Regions from separate parts of the Gossypium hirsutum genome. Here region 2 is linked to region 1. The links are chromatin contacts, called in public Hi-C maps. All regions are on one chromosome and are shown on one strand. Each heading gives the region's core, a stretch centred on a gene start, on an enhancer-like site or on the middle of the called end of the contact. The rest is flanking DNA. Distances are from core to core; before and after follow the strand shown. Region 1 holds the start of LOC107959819 (inositol hexakisphosphate and diphosphoinositol-pentakisphosphate kinase VIP2). Region 2 holds the start of LOC107961688 (galactose mutarotase).

The links. Hi-C and Micro-C count contacts between places; a contact is called where the count stands out from the background.
Region 2: a contact with region 1 is called in a Hi-C map of leaf, with 5 times the contacts expected there. The contact joins the promoter of LOC107961688 here to the promoter of LOC107959819 in region 1. A contact is called at or near these places in 15 of 34 Hi-C or Micro-C datasets (callus, fibers, hypocotyl and 3 more).

The regions. Positions count from the first base shown.
Region 1 is chrA05:101,142,722-101,148,810 of Gossypium_hirsutum_v2.1, forward strand. LOC107959819 (inositol hexakisphosphate and diphosphoinositol-pentakisphosphate kinase VIP2) reads right to left here and starts at 1,740. Exons shown (of 30, transcript XM_016895974.2): 1 at 1,233-1,740; 2 at 989-1,048; 3 at 378-424. The coding sequence starts at 1,319.
Region 2 is chrA05:101,327,518-101,334,042 of Gossypium_hirsutum_v2.1, forward strand. LOC107961688 (galactose mutarotase) reads left to right here and starts at 4,701. Exons shown (of 5, transcript XM_016897766.2): 1 at 4,701-5,071; 2 at 5,227-5,276; 3 at 6,101-6,224; 4 at 6,304-6,411; 5 at 6,509-6,525. The coding sequence starts at 4,894.

The DNA.
Region 1 (6,089 bases), core at 490-2,989:
ATATAATCATCCAATGAAAGGAGACAGGGTAAGTTATGATCTCAAATCACACAGTTGCTCAGACTCAAACTATACCTTTCGAAGAAAAAACAAATGACAAGACAATAAATCAATAGGAAGATAACAGCTAAAAGTGAAGACTTCAAATTTTTCAACATAAATGCAACCGTCTATTTACTGCTTTCAACTGGAAATTTAATGAGCAAATCTGTGGATCCCCTCCACCCCTTTTTTCTTCTTCCTTTCTTTTGTCTTCTAAGTTTAAAATAAAAATAAATAAATGATAACGACACCAACAATGCCAATTGTAACCAAATAAAAAATATCACAATGTAAATCTGAGACAATGTGATTCCACTAATTAACCAAAAATGTACCTTTCTATAGGATCTTCAAGAATAACCCTATCACCGAAATGGAGAATCTACAAGAAGAAAAAAAGAAAGACATTGCAATGCAAGAAATCCATAAGAACAAAACAACAAAACATTTTTCTTGAAGTACATATCACCGAAATGGAGAATCTACAAGAAGAAAAAAAGAAAGACATTTCAAAGCAAGAAATCCATAAGAACAAAACAACAAAACATTTTTCTTGAAGTACATGCGTCCAGCACTCATATCTTATGCATATTCGGACATGGATGTAAGAAATATGGCCGTTGAAGTACCCTTCAACTGACATGGAAAAAAATTTAACATGCATGTGTTGAACACATATCATATCCAATACTTAGACCCAAGTTTTATTAACATAGGGTGCAATATAGCACACACTAACAAACTCCAGCATATCATTCCAAACACTTAATTAGAGTTTTACCAAAAAATAAAATTTACATATTTCATCAATGTAAATGAGCAAACCATGGTTTATCCATTTATATTTCCCGTAAACTAATTCACGTTACATCAAATTCAACTCATACATAAATAAAACAATTCTAATTCAGATTAATTTAAAGTTTAAAAGTTATATCTGATCTACCTCAAATTCGCCAAAAGCCTTAATCCTGTCCAAAATCTGTCTCATTGGAGCTGAAAAAGCCTGAAAAAAGAACAGGAAATGTTTTAAAAGCTTAAAATTTAAGCATTAACACATAGCAATAAATAATAAATTATATTACTATACAAAGTCACACGTCGTCCAACTATATTATATTTTTTATGAAAAAATTATAATTTTTTCATATATTTAGTAGAAAACTCGAGCGAACAAAAGAGACAAGGACCTCGCTTCCGCATTTCACCTTCTTTTCCATGACGCAAATTCCAACAATTATCTTCTTATATCCTCTTCCATCTCCTGCTCCTACCATCTCTGAATCTTCCTTTTACTCTTTATATCTCAAAAAAGAAAAGTAATCTCAGCGAACAAAAAAGAACACTGCGACGGAAAACTCTTCCGCTGCGAATCACCGCCAGAACGCAAATCGGAAACTTCCAGGTATATATATTATCATACGTATAATATAAGATCAAGAAGAAGTAAAAAATAAAATAAAATAAAACAGTGAAAACGGGAAAAAAAAAGAAAGAAAAAACAGAGAAAGCGATTCAGCGAAGAATAAAGAAGGCAAGGCGTTGAGTAAGTCGCGAGAAATATCGGAGAGGAAAATGAGATGGAACGCTTTCCAAGCCGAACAAAAATGAAAAACTTCTATTTTTTGAATTAAAAATATATTTATAGATTCATTTTAGTATTGAGGGAGGGGGTGTTTGGAGTGGAAAGATATTGGATTCCGGAATATTCAAGTGGATGATGATTTTGCTTTGTGACAGGGACGTGCAAAGTTTACGGGGTTTTTTTGGTAAATTTCTTACCGTTTAAATTCTAACTACATCTCCTACTTTAAAGCTTATATCAATTAAACCTATTGCTTTCACATTGATACATTATGGGTATGTATGTATGCATGTATTTTTAAATTTTTAATTATTTTACATACCACTTAACTGCGAAATGAAATTACGTAATTGGTATAACCTTCTAATTTTGACAATGTGATTAAAACATTTTAAAGTTTGAGAATTAATTTAAAATATTATTTGTAGTTTTAAAATGTTTGGTACAATTTCAAGGACTAACCTGGGGCTGGCATGGGTCTCGGCCCCCTAAAATGAATTTTTTTTATTTAAGTTCTTTAAAATTTTTAAAATTTTAAATTAGTAAAGATAAAATTGTACTTTGTCCCCCAAATGATAAAATTTTGATTTAAACCTTTGAAAGTTACAATTTAATTTCGACTCTTAAACAATTTTCTAACTTCGCCCTTGTACAATTTACTATTTTTCATAAGTTTAATAGATTGTTTAATTTTGAATTTTCTTTAATATAAAATAAATATATAATAAATTTGATATTTTTAATCATAACATAAAAATAAGTTGTTTTAGATTTATTAATTTCAACTTTCATTATGTACTAATTTCAAACTAATATAAAAATAGTATAATACAAAAAAGTTTATATTTGGTAGATTCACATCTCTTTTATATATTTATTTTTTAAAAAATTGTAGTAAAAGTTCAAAACCATACATAAACTTTGATCAAATGTGTAATTAGTGATGACAATGGTGCAAGGTGAATTGTTGTCCACCTCGACCTCGACCTCGACCTCGACCCTAAGTTCTACTCTCGTCTCTCGACTCTAACTCGATCCTGACATTAAAAAATAAACTTGCCCTAACCTCAACTCAAAATTTTATTAAAAGCCCGATTTCAACCCATCCTGATGGAAGTTTATTTTATTTTATTGTTTCAAATTAACCAATTCTTTGATTATAAAACAATTCATTCTAATATGTTGAAATCTTTTATTATGAAACAATGTCTTGAGAACGTGCTAACTATTTTTTATTTGCTTACTTGATAATATAAATTATGTATATTAGTCACTTTGCTAAATCTGATTCAATTGGAGCTATTAGTTCAGGAAGTAAGAACAATAGTGCAGTAGGCAGTAGATGAATTTATATAAGACGTTTAAAGCTATTTACTTGCCTACAATAGATGAGTTTATTCAATCAATGGCTCCATGTAAATAGCACAAGATAAACACTATTACATGGTCACATACGAATTTTGTATTTGGTTCTTTTCTACAGGTTTATGTCCTTTTCAAGCATCCAATGTCTAATTTCAACTATCATTACTTTAGTGTAATTACTAACAACCACTGCCAGAAATCAAGTACATAAATTTACAGCCCATAAAATCATTTAGGGGTTAAATCATAAATAAAAATAAAATGAGGAGTAATTTTGTAAATATCCCAGGGTAGGGCAGTCTAAACTCAATCTCGATCCGATCCGGCAACTTTAAAAAAAGGGATAATGTCACATTTGGTATCTATACTTCCATAAAATGTCCATATGATGCCTGTACTTTAAAAATGTCTAATATAGTACTTGAACTATTAATTTGTGTATTATTTGGTACTTGGTACTTTTATAAAATGTTTAATGTGGTACCCTACTTTGAAAATGTCCAATGTGGTACTTATATTTTGAAAATGTTTAATGTGGTACCCTAACTATCAATCTGTGTATTATTATAATATATAGAATTAACACCTTTAGTAAATGCTAAACCAACCAACGAAAATTCGACATATGAATTTTTTCCAAATCATTAATTTCACATGAATAATAATATTATGGAAAATAGATAATAAAGCATAAAAAAATGGAATTAAATAAACTAAATTTTAAAAAATAACTATATCTAAACAATATAAGTTTAACTTTAAAAAATCATCATTTTTTAACTCAAGATTACTTAGATTTTGTTAAGAACCCTAAATTTTCCAAAATTTATATAAGCCAAAATTTCCCCAATTTTATGTCTCTTGCTTGACTTATTGAGCTTGAATAAAAGTTTGAATACCTTGATCTCAAATATCATTTCATTTTTTTTCCATTTCACATAATATTATGTTATTCATATGGAATTGTTGATTTGAAAAAATTCATGTGCCGAATTTTCATTAGTTGGCTTAGTATTTATTATGGGTGTTAACTTTAGATGCCATAATAATACATAAATTGATAATTCAAGTACTACATTGAACATTCTCAAAGTATAAGTACCACATTAGACAATTTATGAAAGTACAAGGACTAAATAATACACAAATTGATAGTTCAGGTACCACATTGGACATTTTATGAAAATACAAATAGCAAATAATATACAAATTACTAGTTCAGGTATCAAATTGAACATTTTATAAAAGTACAAGTAACAAAAGTGACATTACCCCTTTTAAAAACAAAAACCATCCTACCCATTTTCAAAAAAAAAAAATCCAACCCTATAAATATGAACTTTAAATATGAACTTTAATTTTATGCATTTTTTTACATTAAATGTTAATTTGATTCAACTTTCACTAATCACTGACACAATTATTGATATAACACTAATTTACACTAACATGATGCATGCACAAATAATTATATTTATTCAATATAAAAGTAAATTAATGTATTTTAGTTTTTTAAAAATGTATGTAATTGAATCAAAATTAGTGTTTCATGTATATATTTGAACAACTATCAAAGTTTCAAGTGTATGATTGCATCAAATCATAGTTCATGTATCAAATTGTATCTTATATGATAGTTCATGTCTAGTTTTAATATTTATCCCAATTTTTTATTGTATCCTATATACACTTATCATCATCCCAACCCTACTTGTAGAATTTTTAAATTCTACTAGTAATGTACCAAATATTTTTCCATATAAAAACTGATAAAAGTATACTAATGTTTCAAATTTTATACAATACCTATTATTAAAATATCAAATTTTTATCATATTATAATAAAACTTTGATTGACGTGTAAAGCACTTAGTTTACATCGACTAAAGTTTCAAATAAAACTATTTTAATTTAAGACAGAGATCTACTTATATTGATATAAAATTTAAGTGGTTTTATATTCTTTTATAATTTTTTATACGATTAATATTTTAATAATACAACTATTTCAAGATACTTGTACTTGTCATGCATGTAAATTTTTTAATTGATTCAATATCTCTATCATATAGATTTAAAATATTATCTATATATATTTAATTGTTGAAAGTTTTTTTATATAAAACGAATAGTTAGAAATTTTTAATTTATGTCAAACTTGGCATGCATGATCTATATAAATGGAGCATGAAATATGACTGTTGGATTGTTAAAATATTAACAGAATAAAAAGGTACAGAATGGTGTAAAACCACTCTAGTTTTACATCGGAGTTAGTGATCCCTCTCCTTTAATTTATACTATCTTATATCTTTTAGGCTGAAATGTTAAAAAAGTCCTCAATAAAAAATTAAAGAATCAATTGAGCATTTTATGAAACAAGTACATCTACCGGAGCCCTCAGTGACAAAAGAAAAACCAATTGACCCATTTTGTTAATAAAAACTGCTAGATGATATGTTTTACTGTTAATCGTGCTAATGTGCCCGACGAAAACAACAAAAACTACCACGTGGCAATATATTAGCGTGGCATGCCACATCATCAAAAAATAAAAAAATAATTAAAATATAAATATAGAATGAATCTGAATAAATGATTGTCTAGATTTATTTAAATAGCACAAAATTAAAAAAAAAACTTTAAAAATATATTTATCTTAAAAAAAAAGTGTTACACATCTGTATCTAAAATATATTCTTAATATTTTCACGAAAAAAAATATATTCTTAATATGATGCAGATAAAAGAAATTTAATGATTTAATATGTGACAAAATATTTGATACTTTATCCATATATCTTATCTAATCTATTATATCTAATCATATAATATAATATAACATAATAAGATACATAAACATTAAAATTGCGACAAATAGTGCATTTATGGTTTTTATATTTACATCAATATCTAATTAAATAAAAAATGATTTAGATAATTATCCATTTGGATTAACTTTCATATTTATTTATTTTTTAAATTTTAATTTTAAATAAAAGTTTTTAAAAATTAATTATCGTATTTTAAATTTTTTTATTTTACATACTACTCATTAGATTTCATCACTATTTCCAAATAATTTTAAAAATCATTA
Region 2 (6,525 bases), core at 3,451-5,950, 190 kb after region 1:
AAACAACCAGAAAATTTCGGTGGAGCTGATGTTGTAGAAGACTATAGCGACGGTGAACTTCTAGTCGCTTCAGTCAACAATTCTAAAGTGAGCGAGGAGTGGATACTTGATTCAGGTTGCACCTTCCACATGAGTCCAATTGGGATTGGTTTACAACTTACGAAACAGTTTCTGAAGGTATTATTCTAATGGGAAATAATGCTTCGTGTAAAATAACAGGTGTTGGAACAATTAAAGTTAAGATGTTTGATGGAGTTATCAGAACTCTTAGTGATGTGCGACATGTTCCAGAATTGAAGAGAAATTTAATTTTGTTTAGTACTCTTGATTCAAAAGGGTACAGATACACAGCTGAAAGTGGAGTTTTAAATATTTCCAAAGGTTCCCTTGTTGTGATGAAAGGGCAAAGAAAAACTGCCAAGTTATATATTTTGCAGGGTTCTACTGTTACTGGTGATGCAGTTGTCACTTCCTCTTCCTTGTCAGATGATGATATTACTAAACTTTGGCATATGCACCTAGGGCATATGAGTGAGAATGGCATGGTAGAATTGAGCAAAAGAGGACTTCTTGATGGGCAAGGAATTTGCAAACTAAATTTCTGTGAGCACTGTGTTTTTGGGAAGCAAAAGAGAGTTCAATTCACTAGAGGAATCCATAACATGAAGGAAACGTTGGAGTATATTCATTCTGATCTGTGGGGGCCATCCAGAGTGCCTTCGAGAGGTGGAGCTAATTATATGCTAACCTTTATTGATGATTTTTCCAGAAAAGTTTGGGCGTTCTTCCTAAAGCAAAAAAGTGATGTGTTTTTCGCATTTAAGTCTTGGAAAATTATGATTGAAAAACAGACAGGAAAACAGATAAAATACCTCCGCACAGACAATGGCTTAGAGTTCTGTTCTGATGAGCTTAATAGATTGTGCAAGTCAGAAGGGATTGTGAGACACTTGACAGTTCGCCATACTCTACAGCAAAATGGCGTTGCAGAATGAATGAATAGAACGGTCATGGAGAATGTTCGATGTATATTGTCAAATGCCAACTTACCGAAGTCATTTTGGGCAAAAGCAGCCTCCACTGCATGTTTTTTGATTAACTGATCTCCATCCGTTGCCATTGAGAAAAAGACTCCACAAGAGGTATGGTCTAGTAATCCTGCTAATTATTCCGATTTAAAGATTTTTGGGTGTCCTGCGTATACTCATGTTGATAATGGAAAATTGGAACCGAGATCCATTAAATGCATTTTTCTTGGTTATAAAGCTGGTGTAAAAGGGTGTAAGTTATAGTGTCCTAAAAATAGAAAAGTTGTGATTAGCAGAGATGTTGTTTTTGATGAAACTGCTATGCTACCTAACTTATCTCTTAAAGACTCTTCCAATAAAGAAAATCAAAGGTAGGTGAAGCATCAGATTAATACAGAGTCGACTCCTCAAGCCAGTACAAAAATTGAGAATAGAGTTGCTTCTTCACCGCAATACTCTATCGCTAAAAATAAAACTAGAAGAGAAATTAAACCTCCACAGAAGTATGCTGAGGATGATCTAGTTGTTTATGCTTTAAATGTGGCTGAAGATATAGATGTGAATAAAAAACCATCTAACTATTCTGAGGCGATTAGTTGTGAAGACTCAGAAAAGTGGATGTTTGCTATGCAAGAGGAGATGGAATCACCGCACAAAAATAGAACATGGGATCTTGTAAAACTTCCTAAAGGTAAAAAGGCTGTTCATTGTAAATGGGTTTTTAAAAAGAAAGAAGGAACTCCAGGAGTTGAAGAACTCAGATATAAAGCAAGCCTTGTTGGAAAGGGTTACAGTCAAATTCCAGGAGTGGACTTCACAGATGTGTTCTCCCCAGTTGTTAAGCATAGTTCGATACGAGCTTTGCTTAGTATTGTGGCCATGCATGACTTGGAGCTTGAGTAGTTAGATGTAAAAACTGTATTTTTGCATGGAGAACTTGAGGAGGATATTTACATGCAACAATCAGAGGGTTTTACAGTCTCAGAAAAAGAGGACTACGTTTGCTTGCTGAAAAAGTCCCTTTACGGTTTGAAACAGTCACTAAGACTGTGGTACAAGAGGTTTGATTCCTTTATGACTTCTCATGATTTCAAAAGAAGTAGTTTTGACAGTTGTGTTTACTTTAAGAAAAATAGTGATGGTTCTTTTGTGTATCTACTTCTTTATGTTGATGACATGTTGATAGCAGTAAAAGATAAAGGAGAGATAAGAAAGGTCAAAGCCCAACTAAGTGAAGAATTTGAGATGAAAGATTTGGGACCAGCAAAGAAGATACTTGGTATGGAGATTCTCAGAGATAGAAAAGCAAGTAAATTGTACCTAAGTCAGAAGGGGTACATTGAGAAAGTTCTTTGCAGTTTCAATATGCAGAGTGCTAAGCCTATTAGTACTCCTTTAGCAGCCCATTTCAGACTTTCATCGGCTTTGTCTCCACAATCAGATGATGAGATTGAGTACATGTCACATGTTTCATACTCTAGTGCAGTGGGATCTCTCATGTATGCTATGGTTTGTTCACATCCAGATTTATCATATGCAGTTAGTGCAGTTAGCAGATATATGGCGAATCCCAGTAAAGAAAATTGGAAAGCAGTTCAGTGGATTTTAAGATACTTAGGAGGTACTACTGATGTTTGCTTACAGTTTGGAAGAACTAGAGATGGAGTCATTGGGTATGTTGATGCTGATTTTGCTAGAGACCTTGATAGAAGAAGATCCCTCACGGGTTATGTCTCTACAATCGGAGGTTGTGCAATCAATTGGAAAGCCACTTTGCAAACTACAGTCGCTTTGTCTACCACTAAAGCTGAGTACATGGCGATTACTGAGGCTTGTAAAGAAGCTATTTGGTTGAAGGGACTCTTTAGTGAACTCAATGAAGACCTTCAAATCAGCACAATATTTTGTGACAGTCAGAGTGCCATCTTTCTTACAAAAGATCAAATGTTTCATGAGAGAACAAAACACATTGATATTCGGTATCATTTTGCTCGTGATATTATTGCTCGTGGTGATATAGTTGTGAGCAAAATTAGTACTCATGAAAATCCTACAGATATGATAACTAAGTCACTTCCTATAACCAAGTTTGAGCATTGTTTAGACTTGGTTGGTGTTTATTGTTGAAGTTAAACCCTTAAGGGGTTTTATGGAAGCGGTGGAAAACTTGTTCGTTGAGAATAGCGATGAAGAACTTGTTCATTGAGAATTCGTGTCAAGGTGGAGATTATTAGAATTAAGTGACCCGAATCCTTATTTAAATAAAATACAGTGGTAAAATAAAATAAAAGAAGAATCCATATAGAATTACACTTCTTTTATTTTATTTTTAGAATAAGGTTTTATTAAACCTTATTAAATATCATCTATTTGATATTGATTAGAATAAGGTGTTTCAGTCATACTAGAATATGGCTTTACAAGCCTATAAATAGACATAGTCTATTCCTCTTGTAAAAAATTCGAATTCGACATAGTAAATTTTCTTCTCCTCTGCCCGTGTTTTTTTTCCAAAAGGGTTTCCACGTAAAAATCTGTGTGTTCTTTATTTTATTTTTTTATTTTTATTTTATTTCATTTTTCACATAAATAATTATAAATTGCTAAAAACTAATACTTCTAATCTATGAGTGGGGGCAACGCCAGCAGTTGCTTGGCCTAAAAAATATAAAACTTCAGGTTAAATCTCTTTAAAAATTTTGCAGGAGAAATTTATAATTTAATTTTCATCCTATGAATAGAAATTTTAATTATTTAATTTAAATCATTTTAATATAATTTTTATTAGCTTTGATCTCTAAATCATTTTAGTTTTATTTTGACTCTCAAACAAAAAATTCTCGCCATCTACCAATATTTAAATTATAATTTTTTAGAATTAAACCAATGATTTAATTACTGAGACCGTCAATTAAACGGTTGGTTCACTTTTAATTAAATAAATTATTAAAATTTATAAAATCCAATTCAATCATTAATTCAATTAATTACCAATTCAACTATTGTATCTCAATTGATTTTTTATCTTTTTGATGGACTCAATTTCGACAACTACTACTATAGCCACCAGAGCATGAAAGTCCACAACTTGGAAAATTCATTTTAGCTATACATGCATAAATATAAGGGTAAACCACATCTAAGGTCATTAAATTATAAATAAATTTACGTTTTGATCATTTAGTTTTAAAAAGTTATAAAATGGTCACTGAACTATTCAAAAAAATATTTAAGTTATTAAATTATTCAAAAGTTTTTATTTAAGTTATTGGGCTGTTAACTTTGCTTTTTAAAAGTTTATCTAGTGACCTCCAAGCGACAATTCAACGATTAATACGGTGAATCATTACCCATCGACAAGTAAAAGAACATATCTTAGATCTAAATCAGTTTGACAGTCAGTGTTGGAGATCACATAAGAAACTTGTTTTGATTTTAGTTTGCAGATTCATGACGTTCGAAGTTATTTCATGAAACAAATTGAACATAAAAAAGAAAGAGAATGAGAGCTTTTGATTAGTGCAAGAGGTACAAACAAAGAAGGCCATGCAACCGTGATTTTACCAGTATACTGATTTAAATAAAAACTTTTAAATGATTTAATAATATTTTATAAATTTTTAAAATTAAAAAACCAAAACGTATAAGTAAAAGTGGGGCACCTCAAAAACTGAGATCTTTCTGAAAGTCAAAACATTATTCCAGCCAGAAATAAAGAAAGAATTAGACATTTTCATTATTTGGATAATATTTTAAAACCCTTAATTTGCTCATATTGGTGTTAAGCAAAGACTTAAAAGTCACTCTCATTATTCCTATAAATACCTTAAGAACTCATCTGCCTTGTCACATTCAAAATCCAAACATGGCTAAGGTATCTTTGTTGTTGTTTTCCTTGTTCATTATTGTTGCTTCTGCAATTATCAATGGGTCAGCAGCAGTGGAGAAGGTTGGGATATATGAGCTGAAGAAAGGTGATCTGAGTGTTAAATTCACCAACTGGGGTGCAACTATTGTTTCAGTCTTCCTCCCTGACAAATATGGTCTGTTTCTTTCTCTTCAACTTTACCCCTTGGATTTTATTTTTCTCTCCAAAACACTCCCAAACTTGAAAACCTTTGGATTGTTTCTTCATGTCTTCTTTAAGTTTCAGCTTTTTGTTCTTCACTTATATCAAACTTTCCCTCATAATTTTCAGGTAAAATGGGTGATATTGTTCTGGGATATGATTCTGTCAATGACTACAAGGTAAATCTTGTTTCTCTCTTCTTGTTTTTTGTAATATTAAAATGGAAGGAAAAGAAAAAAGGTAGATGAAGCAACATTATTAATGTAAGCAACTTTTCTTTTCAACATACATGTGAAGGTGGATAAAATCATTTCTCACTTTTGTCTCACCTATTGTCATTTTCCATTAATATTGGTATCATATATATATATATATATTTATACAAGATTTTCATTGCTGTCTTTATGTGTAGATAAAATTTCTAAAGTGGGCCATGATTGATTGGTATCCCCTCTAAGAATCATAAAAAGATAAAAGGTTACAGCTGGATTTGTCATATAATCTGCTCATTAAATACAAATTTTTCTTTTCAAAGAAGCTGGCTGCATATAACATGAATTATTTAAATGGCAAGCCAGGCTTGTTCTTTTATTTTTCGCTATTTATTTATTTATATTATATTAATTATTTAATTATTAGCACTGTTATATAGACTTGAAAAGTCAAATCTTTTCTTTTGAAAATTATATTATTGACTCTATTACTTGGCTTGTTTTGTTTTAAATAGGATAAAACTTTGAAAATTCAGTCTACAAAATCCCTTATTTTTTATTGTATTCATACATTTTAAGTACAAGAAAAAATTATATAAAATTGTGATTACATGTCATTATTATTTTTTTCTAATAGAAAAATGACAAATCAGTTTTTCTTTAAATGCATGTAGACATTTGAATATAATTTATTGGATAAAATTCATTTTAACTTAAAATTTTTATTTCATAGTAATGAAACATATCTTAAAGGATTTCCTAATTTTTCAATTTGCAACTTTTTTTGACAGAATGATACTTCGTATATTGGTTCCATTGTTGGAAGGGTTGCTAACAGAATAGGAGGGGCTCAATTTACTTTGAATGGAGTCCATTATAAATTGATCCCTAATGAAGGCAAAAACATGCTTCATGGTACTCTCGTTCTTCAATGTTCATCCTTTAAATATCTCTTCTAAATTTTATGTTTTAATAACAATATTATTATTATTAGGTGGCCCTATTGGATTTAGTGATGTTGTATGGAAAGTGAACAAGTATAAGAAAGATGGCTATTCTCCATCCATTGTTTTTGCCTATGATAGTTATGATGGTGAAGAAGGTGACTGCACATTTTCTCTTTTACCAAATTCCAACCTTTTAATTTATCAGTGGTTGAAACATTCATCTGATGTTGAAGTTGTTTATATAATGGACAGGATTTCCTGGTGCACTC